Regions from separate parts of the Hordeum vulgare genome. Here region 1 is linked to region 2. Evidence: chromatin contacts called from public Hi-C data. All regions are on one chromosome and are shown on one strand. Each heading gives the region's core, a stretch centred on a gene start, on an enhancer-like site or on the middle of the called end of the contact. The rest is flanking DNA. Distances are from core to core; before and after follow the strand shown.

What was found. Hi-C and Micro-C count contacts between places; a contact is called where the count stands out from the background.
Region 1: a contact with region 2 is called in a Hi-C map of leaf, with 4 times the contacts expected there. The contact joins the promoter of LOC123427320 here to the promoter of LOC123408184 in region 2. A contact is called at or near these places in 2 of 6 Hi-C or Micro-C datasets (leaf and seedling) and 1 of 1 datasets of contacts at active chromatin or transcription factors (embryo).

What each region holds. Positions count from the first base shown.
Region 1 is chr1H:144,694,195-144,696,894 of MorexV3_pseudomolecules_assembly, reverse strand. LOC123427320 (derlin-1) reads right to left here and starts at 1,303. Exons shown (of 7, transcript XM_045111334.1): 1 at 1,166-1,303. The coding sequence starts at 1,182.
Region 2 is chr1H:143,984,939-143,987,638 of MorexV3_pseudomolecules_assembly, reverse strand. It overlaps LOC123408184 (protein IQ-domain 26-like), which reads left to right and starts at 1,347. Exons shown (of 4, transcript XM_045101361.1): 1 at 1,347-1,519; 2 at 2,471-2,700. The coding sequence starts at 2,521.

The DNA.
Region 1 (2,700 bases), core at 54-2,553, 710 kb before region 2:
GACGAGCTCCCACTGTTGCCCATACATGTCACAAACTCACAAGGATAATCTCTTATATATACCCAGTGGCGAAGGCAAGAATAAATTTTAGGTGTGGCGAAATTTATGAAGGAGAAAACCATGTACAATATAGCAATGCATGAGTTTACTAAAATACTAACTAGGTATGTATTATTTTGTGTTCGGCAAGTACAACCAAAACCCAATACTAACCAAGTAGTTTCAACAACGTTCGGTGGGTGCTAACAAAATTTGTTCCAAAACAAGTTCAATTCCAATTATGTATCTTCCATATGTACCCCTCTATAAAGAAATATAAGAGCGTTTAGATCATGTATTCGTGTACAAACGTCTTATATTTCTTTACAGAGGGAGTACTTGCCCTCCCTCTTCAACGTTTTCTGCACACTAGCCCAGTCGCCCTCGCATCCTTGCTGTCTAGCCCGACTCACCGGCCGGCCAGCGGTCTCTATGCTCGCTGCTGTTGTGTTCCCTGCCGCATCCGCACATGATCACAATTGTTTCGACTTTTTGGGATTTTGTAACTGGCGTCAGATCATGTATTCGTGTGCTTAGTTCATTTGTGGGATCAAGTCATAACTCGCAAACCCAGTGATCGATGCATCAGGCCGTCCGCAGCAACAAGGCCTAACGCGCAATGAAACTAATCGGTTCAAAGTTTACATGTACTAGTATGTAATGTATACTAGGTGTATTGGCAGAAAGATTTAGGTATGGCAGCTGCCAAACCATGCCAGATACAGTACTAGCTGTGTGCAACACTACAGAAAGAAGCAGATCAGACCAACGAAATAACACAAAACGAACAGCGCTAACTCTCCAAGGTAGTCCCAATCCCGGACCCTTGGAACCCAACTAACACAACTAAATTCGTCACAAAAACATTTAATAACCTCACTAAAATACACTAGAGCGTGCCCCGCCGCACCCGCCCCCTCGCTCCCTTGCAACGCCAGCACAGTCCCATCCAATTAGCTCAAGCATGCGAAAATAGAGTACAATCCGAACAATACTACTCCAGTTTCTCCGTCAATCGCCCCACCCAAACCATCGATCCCAATAAGAATAACCGCATCTGTGCCTAGGAATTTGGGAATTGAGCAAAAGACGATGCGAAATTCCTGTATGATTCGAGAGGACTCACTCTCCGGGTGAAGACATCTCGTCGCTTGGGGGAGGGGCGATGGATTCGGAATTTCGGATGTTCTAAGTCTCGGCCTCTCTCGGGTCTCGTCGTCGGTTTCGTGCTCGCTTGGGCTGGGCGGACAAGTAGAATAAACTGGTAGTCGCTTGGCGAGACTTCCAGAGGGGGAAAAACCAGATGCACCGTCGGATCCATGATCGGACGCATGCGGGTGGTTCGGACACGTACGCGTAGGCTCTATGGCGCACGCCATTGGCCGGGGACGTGGCGAGGAACTACGAGCCGTTGGATTTATCGGACCTGGCGGTGGACGGTGGTAGGGAGAGTCTCACTCCTATTTTTTGAGGAAAAGGAGAGTCTTTACTTTTAGAAAATAAAAGTGTGTACTCCCTCCGTCCAGGTGTATAGGGCATGCGCGTTGTTCTAGGTCGTTAATTTAACTATTTAAATATATATTATATGTAATAAATAATATACCATTAGATTCATGTGAGGGTGTAGTTTCTGAATATGTAATTTTTATCACATATAATATATATTTAGCTAGTTAAATTGACAACCTAGAACTACGCGCATGCCTTATACACTTGGACGGAGGTAGTATGTTGTTTTGTCGGTACTCCATCATTAATGTAAATATTTACCTAATAATAAAGCTGTCATCGTTTTTGTTCACTTACGGTTGGAGTGATTTTGCAAAATGCCCTTATGGTATTAAGTAAATTAACTTGCAATCCACTAAATAAGTGAAAAAAATGTTATGTATTGCCCTGTCCCACCTGTGGACACGTTTGACAAAAAAAACACTCCCGAGTCGAGCAATCGCGCCTCCCACCTCACCTGGATCCGCCGTCGGCCCACATCCTCCGTCGTGTCGTCCTCCCCGCACTATGGCATGTCTCCTCTCCGCTACACCCTCCTCCCCGCACTGTGGTCTGACTTCTCTCGGCCGCGCCCTCCTTCCCATGATGTCTGAGTCCATCGCGCGTGGTTCGCCGACACCGACGGGCAAGCCACCGCGATCCGGGCCCATGCCAGCCGGCTCGAGCGAGCGCCACCGACCGCGACGAGATGCTCAACACGATGCGGAGGTTTCAGCTGCGGCCACCACGCTCTATGCCTCGTGAGGGAGTCCGGGATTAAGGGAGTCCTCGGGCCACTTATCCGTTCTTGTGGGTCGGACTCCTAGGCCGTTTGACCATCATTGGAGATACTAAAATCAAGATGGACTCTTCCGAAGACTTGGCGTGCAATCCAAGGCAACGTGGTGATGTGCATATTCCTTTCCTTAATGTAACTGTTGTTGTAGCACCCCTGGTATCTATATAAACCAGGGGGTCGTAGTTCATGGGAGGATTAAGCTCATTACGATTAGGGTCTCAAACCACAACATTCAATCTTGAAGTAGATCAACTTTGTACTTTGTGCTACTACATCAATACAATAAAAGCAGGACGTAGGGTTTTACCTCCATCAAAAGGGCCCGAACCTGGGTAAACATTGTCTCTTTCGTCCCTTGTTATCCATCGATCCAA
Region 2 (2,700 bases), core at 98-2,597:
TGGCAATCGGCGGCTCACGTCACGTGGTATGTACTGTACGTAGTAGAGAGAGAAGGAGGAGCGCTGGAACCGGAGAGAGAGAGAGAGAGTGAGGAGAGCGATGGTGCAAATCTACGGGGGAGTACAGTATTTGTTTACCGTGATGATTCGCCTTTGTGGGCTTGCTTTCCTGTCTCGGCCGGAGGGTTTCAGCGTACTACATCTTCTTGACTGCGTCTCACCCGGTGGCCCGCCGGCCAGGTGTAGGAATTGATTCTCTTGGGTGGGTTCAAATTCGCATCATAAAGCGCTGCTTTGCTTGCTTGCTTGCTTGCTCTTTACCCCTGCCCCGGCCCTGCGGTGCCGCAGCAGTAACATTTCAAGTGCTAATCGATGGCCATTGCCCACTTGCGGACCATGGTGATTCTAGCTTCTGCACCAAGTCCACTCACCCGGTCCAGAAAACTGGATTAAAAACTACGTATGTATGCTACTTATACTCCGTTAATTACATACAATATGTATGTTTTTTTCTTAATCACATACAATATGTAATGATCGTGCCATTTTTGTACTGTTTATACCCCGAGGGCAAACGGATCTCTTTTTTGTTTTGTTTTTGTTTGATGCAATACATACGTACTACTCGGGATGAATACGGCATCCACAATCAATGTACTGTACCGCATGTCTGTCGTCACTAGTGCTGGTACACAAATAGCAGCCACCACACCAGCTGCTCAAATTTCCCTCCCAAAAACTAAGCAAGGTTCGAATTCAAAACCTACTCGATGGATCGAGCAGGACTAGGAGTACCTTCCAAGGGGAGCAAAACAAAGCGACCCACAGATGCACGGCCAGCGCCACGCTTTGATTGCATGCTCGCTTCTTGATGGCAAAAGGCATCATCATGCTTGCTTACGGCGACACACACACGTCGGTACGGTCGTACCATCCGTCCATGTAGCGCTGGGTGTGGGTTGGGTGCTGCATGTCATGTTACTTAAACATACAGTGTACGTAGTCGTAGATGCAGAGATGCACGTGTGCCCTGTTACCTGCATGTTAACACACGTAGACCCACATGCAGGCGGCAACATCATCGTGCACAACCACACCCAGACCTACAAGCGCAAGCACGAAGCATGCATGATGGCAACCATACGGCCCAATGCAAACCAACCAACCGCACATTTCTTTTCTTTCTTTCTTTCACCGTACGTTTTGATTATGGAATACCAATAAGCCTTGCACCTGCATTTTACATGGATGGATGGATGGGCTTTTCCCCTCCCCCTTTCACCTCTGACTACCTATTTAAGCAACTTTTGGCGTCACCTTTTGCAGCTGCAGCTTTGCGAGGCTAGCCAGCTGCAAGAAGGGAGAGAATCCGTAGGAGATAGGCATGCAGCTGCGTCTGTGCGGGTCTTGTGATCTTGTCCTAGCTTGTGACGTCTCCACGATCACTCATCGTATCTCAAGGCTCGAGGATATCTCCGTCCGTTGCCTATCGGCGATCGTGGGTGGTACACTCGTGGTGGTACGTGCGATCCATATGGCTGTAGCCCCTCTTTGCCATGCCTAGCCTAGCAGTGCGTTGGTACGTGGTATATGCGCGCAGCCATATGTGCATGCCCGCGCCTGCGAAGGAGGGAACAGTGACTGGGAGTCAAGCTTCTGTTCACTGAAGATGGTCTAATCTCATCTCCGCTCCAGCCACCCGTCTCTTGTCATGCGCTCGCGTTATTGAAATTTGCAGGGTTGCTTGCTCGATCTGGGCATGCATGCATTCTCTCTCTCCTGCACTGGGCCTGACCTACTGTTTGGAGTTTGGGGTCATGCATGCGTGTATTGTCTTGTTCCGTGGCCGCATCTCTCCTCCCTCGTGCCTCTGTTGGGCTTGGGTGTGGGCTTTTCTTGGCAACTTGGCCGCTGAGGGGCAGCGGCAGATGGCTTGCACTGTGCACTGGAGGCCCCGCCCCCCCGGGGTAAATAAAAAGATCCTATAGTATTGTTTTCCTTCTTTCCTCGTCAAGTAATAAGTTTTCGTTGCCAAAAATGAATGAATTCCGCTAAATGGAATAGTACTACGCCCTTGGTGCTCGAACTGGTCGCCTTTAAATTCCCTGTTTTTTCTTCTTCTACTACCAGTAGTATACTTTCTCGTTCGAGTCTTTTTGGGCGTACGCTGTCTCTTTTTGAACCTTGGGTCACCAAAATCTCATGCATGGCAAATGTCGCTTCCTTGGACGTCGCTAATCCATTTCTTTTTATTTCTTTAGTTAACGAGAGAGAGGGAGAGGGGACACGAGAGGGCCCCGTGCTAATATGCTCGGCTTTGTCCGCAAATGGGTGCCCTCATGGCGTCGCGTAGATAGCTCCCTTTTTATTTCCAACCCGACGCCATCCACGCGCCCCCTTCCGCTTCCCTCTCTTATTCAAACCTCCCATTCTTTTACTCACACTTGCCACTGCTCTCGTGGTTCACTAGCAAGCACACCGCCGCCTCTCGCCGTCCGGCCGGAGTCGTCAGGTCCGGCGATGGGCAAGGCGGCGCGGTGGATCCGGGGCTTCTTAGGCGGCGGCGGTAAGAAGGAGCAGAGCAAGGACCAGAAGCCGATACCTCCGGCAAGCAATGCCAAGCGTTGGAGCTTCGGCAAGTCGTCGCGGGACTCGGCGGAGGCCGCCGCCGTCGCTGCGGCTACGCCGGCGCACGGGGGC